2 separate regions of the Anas platyrhynchos genome follow, and region 2 is linked to region 1. A link is a contact called in public Hi-C data. All regions are on one chromosome and are shown on one strand. Each heading gives the region's core, a stretch centred on a gene start, on an enhancer-like site or on the middle of the called end of the contact. The rest is flanking DNA. Distances are from core to core; before and after follow the strand shown. Region 1 overlaps LOC101794451 (DNA repair endonuclease XPF). Region 2 overlaps MRTFB (myocardin related transcription factor B).

Region 1 (6,517 bases), core at 1,156-3,655:
CACTCACCTGCTTTGCGTGTGTCAGTAGAAACAGAGGCAGGTTTAGCATCTCTCAGAAGATCTAAGTTTGTTTCATCTCTTCCTTCTCTTTCTTCAGGAACAACCATAGTGGCCCTTTCTCTAAGGAACAACAAACAAAGAATCACTGAAAAACTGCAATTATATATGATGAATACTTCATAACATATACTGTTCACTGAGATGTAAAATTACATGTAGTTGAATACTAATTGCAAACCCGACTAGAAACGCAATTCATTAGGATTTCCAGATTGTTTGGGCTAGATTCTGAACTTTTATTTTCAATTTGTAGTGCTTCTGAGCATCTCTTTATATTTTTTGAATTTCATAGAGCACATAAAACAAAAGAACTAATGACTAGTACTACGAGTATAACCCAGTGAGAAGGCATTATCTCATGCACTCTAAGAAAATAATTGGTTTGGTCCTGAAAACTACTTAAGTCATGAAAGCCTTCGAAATACCTTACAACATAGGTTACCTGCAGACAAAAACACATTTTCAGTAGTTTCTCAAAAGGAGAATCTTAAACAATCAAGTAAAAATACCAGTTATACTGGGTAGTCTTTGAACTTTCATATTAAAAAGCCAAAATATCAGGTACTCTGCAAAGGAAGGTTTTGGTTTTTTTTTCCCCCATCGATAAGAAAATTCTCTTTAAGAAGCAATTGAATTAGGAGTTTACCTAAAGCCTTCACACAGTTAAGAACTTCACCATTTGAAATGTGAGCACTTAAGGGAATTATGTAAGAAATTGGTAACAAAGGTTAATTTTGTTACCGAATGAGTTTTTCAAAGGCTTCCTTCTCTTTTCTCAGAGCTGTCAGATAGCGCTGTTCTTCTGTTGAGCTTCCATATATGAGGAAATACACCCTGTATGTTCAGAGGGGAAAAAAACCACAGAACTATTTAGTAAATTAAAAAAGACACCAAAAAATGGTATTTAAGATTAGTAGTAGCAGTAAGTGCCTGAAAAGTCAATATTTGCCTTAAAAAGGTAAGCTGAAAACATCGTCTTTTTTTCTGCAAAGATGCTCCAGAATCAGCAACAAAAAACCTTATATCCATTTTTCTCTCTTTTCTTAAGAAGAAATAGGCTTACTGAAATGTTGAGATTCAACCAGGGTAGACTCAGATTTCAGTCAGACACAAAGCAAACATAATGAAGAAGTTACTTTCTTCTATTTTTAAAATCTTCCCAGAAGACTATGCATAACAAACTACAATCTGCAATTGTCCTGATTTAGGAAAAAAAAAAAAAAAAAAAAAGGAAAAAAAGAAAAACACCAAAACATACAAGACTTCAAATCGTGTGTTTGCATGAGGGTATCTTATCTTCTACATAGAACAAACTGCCTTTTATAGAATGGACATTTTATTACAAGTGTGTTTCTGTTATTAAGGGACTAAATACCTAGTGGGAAGTAAAAATTATCTTGCAATTACATTCGACATAGTTTTGTTTAAAATTAAAAAGAAAGCTAATCAGGAATTAAAAGGTAGCTTAAAAAACTCACTAGATGTATTTTGTGCCTTGACTGTCAGAAGTGCACAATAGATATTTTTTTTCATTTGAGACTAAAATTAGACCAAGAACAGTCTTGATTATCACCAAGTTCACTTGCCTCAAAGGCTTTCCAGGCCTGCTTGCCTTGTAGATTTCCAGCTGCCGAACAAAAGTCAGCTCTGCATCATACAGCACAACATATCTTGGTTCTACTTCATGCAGTACCCTGGTGAGAGAATAGGGATCACTGCAACCCTGCAACGGATGAATAATTGTGAGTGGGCTTTTGAAAATACCGTAGTAAGAATCTGAAGATAAGTTCACAGGGAAATATTCAGGAATTGTCTCATCAATACTGCCTTCTTGGCTACTGCTTAACTCTTTGTTATCTTCCACATCCAACTCCTCTTTGCTTTCCTCCTCAGTTTTCCCTATCATTTGGATTATAGTCTGGTCTTGCTGCTTCTTGTGTTTGTTTTGTTTTGAAGAAGTTGCGAGTTTGTTTTTTTTGGCTTGAGGCCCTGTGTCTGGTCTGGCATTTCCTTTGGACTTGACGGCTTTTCTGTCCTTAATCCACACATCTCCAGCTTTCTCATCCTTTCCAAAGGTTTTATTATACAGTCTCGTTAAAAAGGCTTCTGCTCCATCAGTAATATACTCCCTGAGCTGTGCACAAGCTCGGTCATCACTGGCACAAATAAGCACCTGCCCTGCAGTCAAGAAACAATATCATGTTTATAATCTGTTATGATGTACTTCTTTTAATCCAGCTACAAGACATCTTGAGCAAATTGTTTTAAATGATCCTAGAAGTGTGCCTACCAAATGCCTTTTACACTTGGTGGTCACAGTTGTTCTGGACTTCCAGGGAGTGTAAATTGCATCATAGTTTGTATTAAACCAAGATTAGAGAAGGTTAATAAAAGTTCAGCATTCCTTAGTCTTACACCATCTAAAACAGTAAGTTTTTTCTTTTGACCATTTGAAATGAAGCAAATACAACATGGGCTGAAATATACTCAGATGCTTTCTTTTTATTTATTTTTTAAATGTGGGATAAGAAAGGACTTAATTGAGACTGTTTTAGTTTTCAGCCTTTGTCAGCTGTGTTAGGGAGTCCAAAAAATACATGTTTCACACAGTATTATTGACATTTGTGGGCCTTGAATAACAATTCTCTGCAAGCTGACTCAGATATACTCCTACAACACTAGGTTAGAGTGCCAGTTCTTATCCATAGTCAGAACACTGTGGGTGGGAGAAAAGGGCACTTTTTTACCCTTGCTATTTCCTAAAATAAAACTTGGTGAAATTTAAGGGGATGAAAAGTCCTAAAATAGGAAAGGCAGCAACATGGTTAGTTAGAAACACACCTTCTTCTCTCTACCCAAGAAGCTGCATCTCCTGGAGAAGCGGTTTTTAGGTGCCCAAGAAAATGTATGAGATGGAATGGTCAAAAGATGGAACTTCTGTTTCTTTGAACCTGAGTGTCAATTACTATAGTTCTAGCCATCTGCAGCTCCATGCCCCTCCGCAATCCAAGCAAGGGCGCTTGTCTGAACAGTTTAGGGAGAACTGTGTAACAGACCGATACAGCTTGTAAAGCTATGAAACAGTTCTATTTCTGCATTACTTTAACTGCTGTAGAAGACTGGAACATGTACACGTTGCCTCGTTATTTAGAATGAAGACCACAGCAGATGAGATCTTTTGATTTGCACTGGAATAAACTGAATAGATGATTGTCTTATAACTATTTATCCTACTGGTGAGAATACAAGTATATAAAACACTTTGTCTTAAGTCTATAAATTACTGTTTCAAACCAGCTCTTTAGTATAATCACAGTAAAGAATTTGAGCAATCCCTCTCAAAAGTCAAATAGAAGAGAAAATCAGATGTACGGTGAAAATTTACTTCATTTAGTATTTTCTCACCTGGACCACCGAAGTCTTCACTGTTCTTATTCTCATTTGCAATCTCATTCAGTACTTCTCTCAAAGCTTCCCATTTTGGGTTACTTTCTAGCACCAATTCCCTTTTCAGTTCTGAAACAAAGATTAAACGTAGCAGCTTTTACAGCCAAAATACCCTTCAGAACTTTAAATTAGTGGTTCAATGTCAATGCTCTAATGGTTGTTGGCAAGTACAATATTCAACAGTCTACATATGCGACTTGTTTTGCTGATCAGGTAGGAGAGCACTTTTACAGAATCATTAAAAATGGGGAAAAACGCTCTAATGAATCATTTAACTAACCTTTAACTAAAAAAGTTAAAGTATTGACTTGTTCTTCAATTCTGAAACTCTTGAATAAAATACATATATAAAAATATAAATATAAATATAAATATATAATAATGGCAGCTTCTTATCCCTTCATGTAAAATGCAAAAGATCAAGCTGAATTCTATGTAATTCAGGAACAATCCATAAAAGCTCTCCCAATGATCAGCTGAGTAAGCTGAGAAGAATGCCTTATTTGATTGTGACTGTTTTTTTTGTTTACTGTATGCTTTTTGAACAAAGCATACAATATATGCTCATCTCAATATATCAATATATCAATATATCTCAATATATCCCAGCTACCAGACTGAGGTCTAGAGCTGCGTAAGATCTTGTAAAAAAACACAGCACAAGTAATAATATACAGAGTGTTTGAAATCGTGTTACACTCTCAAACTTAAAATTAGGAGCGATCAGTACCATTTTCCTTCTTTACATCACTGTTTCCAGAGACTTTGCCTTTCTGATTCAGTTTCTCATCTGCAATGCGATAAACTCTTGCTCGAGCATTTACAAACATCGAAGTACTGGAGTCAAGAAACAGCCAACCTAAAGAGAAAAAGAAAACATTAATTGTTTGACATTTGAAGTGTACATGCTTCAGACATTTCCAATAATAGCCTCACATCTCTCATCTGGATTACCTGTGCTACCTGCTTACTATGTAATTACTAGCTTAATAAAAGACAGAAATGTGATGCAAGTCTCACGCTGTTAAGTTAACAGCAGTTAAGTGGGAAGATGAAAGCATTATCTGTCAATAAAAACCTACGCCCATATGGCTGGTTATATAAAACCTAACTAGATACTTTCATATGTTTAGGAATGTTAATTAAAAATATCATCATTTCTCTGTTTCATGCATTAACTTGTATTCAGTGTTTACCTGAATTCTCACCAAAAGCTTTTTCACTTGCTTTCAGTGACTCCAGAAGATTGAGGAAAGTGACACAATCATACTGAGTTAGATATTGTAACAAAGTACGTAGTATTTTCAAATCCTGGACCAAAGATTTTGTCTTAGCTCCAAGTTGATGCCAGAGAGGATCTAAGTAGTGACGTATTGTCTAGAAATATAAATTGGAAAATTCAGGATGTCAGACTTCTACTATACTAATCAACACAGAAATGCCCTTATTTTCCTTTACAGGAGATGCCACTTGCCACTTTTTATCCCAACTGGGATAAAAAATAGCCAAGTCCAGATGTGATGGTGAGACATTTATTTTGATGAGTAACCATTTTTTGCGAAGTTACAATACAGATGCCATTATGTAAAGTCATAAATTCAACAAATACATGCAATCCAATGATTATCAGCTATATATAATTTAATGCTTTCAGTACATATTTTCTTTTCTATGTTAAGAGAAAAAAAAAAGGTAATATAAGTATCAGTTAAAAAAAAAAAAAAGGAAAAATCTTATTTTACAGGTACTAGCCTATGCCTTTAGTGTTTAGCATTCTTTATTTAGCAAGTAGAAAACATTAAAATGTAATTTAATTTTCAAATTAAGACGAGTATGATGCAGATACACAACGTAGAAAGCCAGAGGAATAAAAGCCTCCAGAATTTTTCAAGTACAGAATGCTTCACATCAATGGTGAGTATCAGTTAATAAGTGTTTTGCTATGGTGGTTGAAATTTATGATTTTACCCTACAGTAAGCATATGCATGCCAAACATGTTGCAGATCTGTCCATTACAACACTGCACACACAGTTAATGGACATATATGATGGTTAAAAATACAACAGATGCATGCATGTGCATATTATTTACACAAGCGTGCTTTACAGTGCTTCTCCTAATAAAGAAAATAGAAAATACAGGTATGAAATTCAAATGAATTGGGGGAGGCAATAATACATACCTATCTCTAAATAATATTATTATTATATTATTACACCAACCACCGATCAGGATGTTCTTGATATAGGGACTTTTCAAATGAAAGGCGAACAATCATACTAATTCACTCAATCATATTCAATTCAATCATACAAAATCCTACTAGTAACCATAACATCAGCTGCTGGTTACTTATTTATTTTATAAATAATATTTTTGTTTGCATGATGGATAGTTTGAAGATCTATGTTCCTTTATAATGAGGCATATCAAAACAATCAAAATAGTTACCTTTTCAAAAGGTTTACCAATAGCATTTTCTAAAGATAGATCTTCTACTTCAAGAGCTGGATTGTAACGTTTGAGCTCTCTCAAACATGCATTCAAAATGTCCAGGACTGAAGTCTGGATAGCAAGCATAGCAGGGGTCATTGACACATGTATTTCCACCACTTCAGGTTTATGCTTCTCTAAAAATGAGTTCACTGCTATATGAAATCTATGAGGAAAAACAGCTTATTACGTTTCACATGAATGTTTTGCTTGATACCATAATTATAAAGAAGATCATATAAACTAAAGTTACAAATGATTTAAATGTAAAGTAAGCTAAATGCGAGATGAATCCACTTCTACAGATGCAAAGACTGCAGTCTTATGAATGGTCTCATAAAACCATCTGATGATTTCATGATTATGACTGTTCTCATTCTAGGCATGTGAGTCTGTAACTATGGTGACTGATCCATGGAGAACTACTGCACTAGATTCCGCATCATCATTACAAGTAACAAACCTCAAAGGAAAAACAACAACAACAAAAACCTCATAAGGAAGAAAATGTAATG
Region 2 (6,517 bases), core at 2,988-5,487, 110 kb before region 1:
TTCCTACAGAACTTTGAAGTTTGGTGTTGAGGAAGGTGTTCTGAGATAAGATCAGTTTTCACATTGGAATACATATTTCCTTTCAATTGTTCATGAAATAGGGGACTGTTTCCTTTTCTCTTAATTTAGAAATTCCCTCAATGGAATAATTCAAATTGTATTTAATTATAAGCCTACATCATCCATGACAACATTTAACAGCTATCACCTGAGACACAATTATAGAATTTTGAAGTATTTTGCTTATATTAGCTTTTTTTTTTTTTGCCTGACTACTTTCATAATAGACTGAGAAACAACAACTCGGGGTTTAAAAGTGTATTTTTACGGGCTGTGCTATGAGGTAAGAACTTTATTTCCACTGTCTATACGTATGAAATATGCCTTCTCATCCCCAAACAGTCTATCCTGATACTGCTTATTCACCTTTTATAGTTTTCTGTAAGTGTGTTTTATTTAGGATTCTTACTGAGCAACTTCTGTTTATCTTCCCTGATGCTATGTAGTTGTAGACAAGGCTATTCAATAGATACAGATTCTGTTAGAAATGATGGTTGTCCTATCAGTACTGTCCTGCAGCTTGGCCTGATCCTACAAACACCCTTCATTGAGGGCATTGGGACTGTTCTTGCACAGGATCATAGAGCATAACCGCATTTATTAAACTTTTCTACTTCCTCCAAACCTTCTAATATACTGAGATACTGTATTCAATGAACTAACAAATATCCTCAATGACAAATTAAATTAGGATATTTATTATTTTCATTATTGTACTCTGTTACTTAAACACCACTGTTCCCCTCTGTTCACAAAAATAAGCTATACAAAGTTTAAAAGAGTATACAAATAACTGTCTGATATACACATTAAAACCTAGCTATTAAATCCAGAGCATTGCAATAGAAAATTCAGTGTTTTCAGTATTACCTGGCCTAGCTACAGTGGATTTCTTGCAGTTATACTTAATATCCCTTTGGATGCAGTTAAATTCTTCCCTCATGATTAAAGAATGGGGGAAGAGTTCTAAAAACCACAAAACCAAAATATAAAAAAAAACGAACAAATTTAGAAACCAGAGATATGAAATTTCACTGAACCAGCCAGTGCTTCTACCTGTCTTTGCCCTCACAATTCATTTTGAACCTGGCTCAGGCTATCCACAGGAACAATGAAGTGTAGTGATACGTTACCCTCCCTCAAACAATATCTCACTGGGTGAATACAGACATTTAAGTCTCACTTTTTCTTCTCTAAGATTATCCACATTGTGTTGCTCATTTAGGCATTACAAAGTCAGAGACATAACTTTTCATATATATATTTGTGATGTGTTTCCCATGGGGTACTTCTAATCAGTAAGCACAATCGTCCTTTCTTGACTTGTGAAACACAGCTTTCAGAGGGCCGTGATCTGCATTAGTGATAGGAGCATAAAGTAATTCACCGTTGTAAACTTGAACATCAATAAGGAATTACTTTCAAGCATTTGTTCTTCCAAACGTTGCTATCTTAACTATCTTAACTGCAATCAGAATGGTGTAATAATGGACCTCTGCTGTAAAGAGATTTGCAGGTCACGTTCTCATTGGCTATAGCTTAATCCCAGTGCAACTGGAGGTCTTGTGGATCTAGAAAGTCAGTCGAAAACATGCTGGGGGCAGTAGAACTGAGAGGGGTGAGTCCAGATGAGGAGCTGGGCATTGTAATGTCTAGCCATTCCATATTGTCTAAATTTGTATCAGGAAGGTCAAGAGATAGACAAGAATTATTAGTGGTAAACTGTGGGTCAGATGTTTCCATGGGTGAATGAGAATGATCTAAAATACTGGAGTGATTAAGCAGATCATGCTGGAGGTCTTCAATTAAAGAAAATGACTCTCTGTCTTCACTGCTGCTTGTCAATTGAGGAATTTCATTACCTGAGGTTAAAGTTCCATCCAAGAGGGCTTCAAGCTGATTTTCCAGACTTATAGACAAGCTGGTTGTCGGTTCTAAGGACACAGGAGGAGGGGCCATTTGGATTTGGGGTGGGGGGCGGGATATCACTGTGTTCACTGGCATTGTAGTGATGTTGGCTGTTACTGGTCTCATTTTAGAAATGGGAGATGGTTCCTCCTTTATCGGAAGGGAAATCTCTGTAACAAAACAAACAAACCATAATTCAAAAAAGATAATGACATATATTTTACAACTTCTACACCTTTTTTGACCACTTTGAGATGTACCTACAGTAAACTCGATGGAGTAAGACTCATTTTGCTGTTCTGATAGTACAAATACTACGTCTACATCAGACTAATTATGTCAGATACTCTGTGAACAACAAAATATTTTAAAACAAATTCTGGAGTTCTGCTTTCAAGTAATACTCCAGCTGATGAGAACGCTTGTATCAACGAGAAAAGGAATAGTTCTCTAGATGACATCTTTACCTCCTCCATGTTTATAGTTCTTCTAACTAGGATAATTATAGAACCATCGATTTCCCTACATAGGAAGAGTATCTGAACCAATTTTCAATTCCATACCTGTTTAATACTATGTCCACTGTGATGAATTAGTCTAAGAGATCATTTAACGTGATTAGGATGCTTTCATAGTTGATTCTATATTTGAAAACTACTCTTCTGTCAAGAGGAGTAATTTAGTGGTAGTAACAGTAAAAGGAGATACAGCAAGGTAAGTTCCAATTAATTCTTACATGTGAATGGAATCCAAAAATAAGATTAGATCTAGAATGTTTGACAGACAAAAATATGTGAGTAAATTCTCTAGCACAGATAATGTTTCTGCCAACAGAAATGCACTGACCATGTAATTTGTACCAGTTTTCCAAGGAAAATGTACGTTTTTTATATCTGTGTAAGAACATCTATAAAATGTTTGCTTAGTAAAGGCCAAACATTACGAAATTAACCTTCTCACTCTCCTGAAGTACATTAATAAACTAAACATTTTTCAATGTAGAACTTGCAATAGCCCTGAATACTTATTTCCTTTTTCATAAAGACAATCAGAAAATGTTTTTGCTTTTTGTGGCAACTTGGCAAATACAGCACAGTTGTTACCTTAAAATCAAATAGATTTAGTAATACCGTATTTGAAGCAAATACTTAAATAAGCATGCTAATGTTTCATACATCTTCTGTTTCAGAGGTGCAGCTTCTTTGAACTACTGATGCAATGTTTTAATAAGAGCACTGAAAGCATTTGTAAACTTAGTATGAGTTGTTCACTGCGCAAGTCACTTATCTTACACTGTCACTGTCTACTCCGTTTTCTTCAGCTGACTTTGCAATTTGCTTTGAAAAAGAGAAAAATACTTGGATGTTTAGAATATGGCTAAAACCTGCTCATAGCCTACAATCAAATCACTTATGTCCTGGCATTCACTGCTGTCAACACCTTTACAAGACAGTAGTACAAAAAAAACATTAAGTTAACTGAATTGCTTCACACCAGAACTTTTCCCAGTATTGTAATGGCACTTTAGTCTACAAAGCCTAATTATACCTAAAAGTCTCCTGTATAAACTGCAAAGCTACTTTATATATTGCTTTGGTTATTTCACGTCCTTTCTGATAGCTGTCTTGTTTCAACTAACATAGAAAGCTGTTGCTCATTAATGTCTCTATGTAGTTCATACATAACATTTCATTAAATATAACCCCGTGTTATCAGCTCTAAATATCAAAGATATACTACTGGAAAACAAGTAGTTTCAACTTACTTTTGCTCTTCCCTTATTCTTTTCATGGTATAATTTCAGTATAATATGGACTTGTGCAACTTTTTCAATCTTTATTAAGTATGTCTCTGCTAATGTAAGGTGCTATTTTAATCACTTGAATACTGTGTGGATTACAGAGAAAATCTGCCTGGGCTAATATGCAAGAAGAGAAGTTCCACAGCTGCTTGACTATATGTGTTTTGGTAAATGTTTTGTTTTATAGGTAATTAACACAAACTTTCAGGAATACTAGCTTCATTCAGACTGGATACCTCCTGTCACTGGCAGAATTCTTTCCTTTCAATCTGTTGACTACAGTACTGAGTTTTTATTATGAGGTTTTAAATCTCTCCATCACACAAATGTTACTTGGCCGTCCTGGTTTCAGTTAGGACAGAGTTAATTTTCTTCCTTGTAGCTGGTAGGGTGCTATGTTTTGGATTAGGATGAGAAGAGTGCTGATAACATGCTGATGTTTTAATTGTTGCAGAGTAGTGCTTACACCAAGCCACGAATGTTTCAGCTTCTCACTCTGTCCTGCTAGCGGGCAGGCAGGGGGTACAGCAAGAGCTGGGAGGGGACAGACCCAGGACAGCTGACCCAAAGTGGCCAAAGGGGTATTCCATACCATCTGGTGTCATGCTAAACAATATAGAGGGGTGGCTAGCTGGGGTGGGGGGGACGGACTGCTCAGGATTAGGCTGGACATTGGTCAGCGGGTGGTTAGCAATTGTACTGTGTATCACTTGTTTCGTACACATCATTATTCTTAGTACTATTATCATAATTATTGTTATTATTATTATTTTTTTCTGTCTTAATAAACTGTCTTTATCTCAACTCACAGGCTTCACTTTCCCATTTCTCTCCCCCATCCCAGAGAGGGAGGGGGGAGGGTGAGCTGTGTGGTGTTTAGCTGCCAGCCAGGTTAAACCACAACATTGGCTTACCTCCACTCTTGATGAGAATATCAAAAAGATCATCCATCTGCTGACTGTGTGCACTGGAAATCTGTGGTGCAGGAGAAAAGGGTTATTCTTTTTCATGTAGTGTTTTTCTAAGCAGATTGATCCTAGCCTCTCTAAGTAGTACCTAAGTACTAACCTATGATCAAGACCAAAATTCTTCTTACGAAATTGTCAATCTAGATAATAGAGAAAGAATTTGGAGAGACACTTGTAGAATTCCTCTGGTTGGTTTCAGTACAAAGGAATAGGAAAAAAAATATGAAAAGCAACACAAAGTTTTCATGAAGGCAACCTAAAAGAGAGATGCAGAAAACTAGGGATAAGAAGGGGAATTGCTAGCCCTGTTTTGCAGAAGGGAAATATTCAGAATAGCAACTAGACTATGGGGGTGCACCCTGAAATGCTTTCTCTAAGAGACAACTTGTAAATGACCATCAAATGCGATATAGTTTGTTTGTTTGTTTTTACATGCCAGTAACATACGAAATGGCATTAGATATTCATGCTTCTGTCTGAGTGCCTGCCACCACAAAAATAGCACACAATATGAAGTCAATATGAAATTGTCTCTTTTGGGATAATTCTGAAATGCATGAGGTTAGGGATGCTCATTAACTTTGTTTGCAACTTTCTTCCAATCTGAAGGATATCACAGTAAACTGACAAAGCACCCTGTACGATTATTCACCAAGCTCACTAAATAAAGCCTCCTTTCAAGCAAGCGTGTGTTCAATTGTGTATATATGTTTCTGTATGTGCATATAAACACACTCATGCACACATTTTCCTCAAGTTTCCTCAGTTTGGGAAAGTACTTTTCAATGTACTTTCTAAGTCTGAAATCTGGGTATCATACATCCTTGAAACAAGTCCATTGAATGACAGTTATTGCTAAGTAGCAATAGCAGTGTTATCCCGATTATATTTATCGTCAGCTGGATAATCTAAGACTTATTTACATGTCTGTTAATTTCATCAAAAAACCATGAATCCTGCAGTTAAATACAGTTATGAGAATATTAAGAGTACATTAGAAAATTTTGATGCCAAAGAAAAACTGTAATAAACAATGACTGATAATTCTGAAGAAACAAAATATTTTTAACAAACTAAACAAGCAAAAATAACTACCTCACGGTGAGATGTCTGAATATTGCGGGTCTGTTTTATAGCCTCTTCGTAACGGGGGGGATCTTTTTTCTTGGACACTGTGTTGTTGAAGAGGGATTGCTGAACGATATAAGGCTGGGCTTGAGAAGGAGAGCCAGGCTGCATGAAATAATAAAAAAAAGTCTGAATATACATTTTAATGAAATTGAAATGTATCATGTTATACAAATGATAGTATTCTGCCATACCAATCTAAATATTTACAAACAATAATAATATGAGGTATAAAATACGTTTTTACTTTCCCACACATGCTATATAAATATACGTATCATTAAAATACACAAAATGTTATTCTTTCTTGAGAGAACTGCAATATATAGAACTGCAATATATCACGCATTATTTAAGATGATTAATATAAAAGTGAACTTCATGGAGTGCAGTTGGACTGATCTTACCTTACTAGGAGTAGCAGGTCCATTCTGCATAGACGGCGCCTGATTGCTGCCAGTGTGAATGTTAGAATTTGATGTTTTATTAATAAAAGACTGTGAAGGTGTTGTAACTGGTGCAGTCTGATAGGAAAATACTGTATTGGATGTGGTAGGTGGAAAAACCTGTAAAGGATTAATATAGCAGTCTTAGTATTTTTAATAATTAATAATATTGGGTAAATGGCATTTAATGAAGTTTAAGACCTTTT

The links. Hi-C and Micro-C count contacts between places; a contact is called where the count stands out from the background.
Region 2: a contact with region 1 is called in a Hi-C map of skeletal muscle, with 1.7 times the contacts expected there. The contact joins two enhancer-like sites. A contact is called at or near these places in 3 of 8 Hi-C or Micro-C datasets (skeletal muscle and subcutaneous adipose tissue).

The regions. Positions count from the first base shown.
Region 1 is chr15:2,447,144-2,453,660 of IASCAAS_PekinDuck_T2T, reverse strand. LOC101794451 (DNA repair endonuclease XPF) reads right to left here. Exons shown (of 11, transcript XM_005028641.6): 4 at 5,961-6,168; 5 at 4,704-4,884; 6 at 4,238-4,366; 7 at 3,466-3,576; 8 at 1,647-2,238; 9 at 802-894; 10 at 8-120. Among named protein-coding and RNA genes, the nearest start is that of MRTFB, 25 kb to the left of the region's middle. Within about 2 kb of position 2,405, at least 3 of the 8 cell types and tissues checked have an H3K27ac peak or open chromatin away from gene starts, as enhancers often do.
Region 2 is chr15:2,554,776-2,561,292 of IASCAAS_PekinDuck_T2T, reverse strand. MRTFB (myocardin related transcription factor B) reads right to left here. Exons shown (of 16, transcript XM_072024089.1): 13 at 6,273-6,431; 14 at 5,833-5,970; 15 at 4,684-4,744; 16 at 1-2,138. The coding sequence ends at 1,600. Among named protein-coding and RNA genes, the nearest start is that of TRNAT-CGU, 15 kb to the left of the region's middle. Within about 2 kb of position 4,237, at least 2 of the 8 cell types and tissues checked have an H3K27ac peak or open chromatin away from gene starts, as enhancers often do.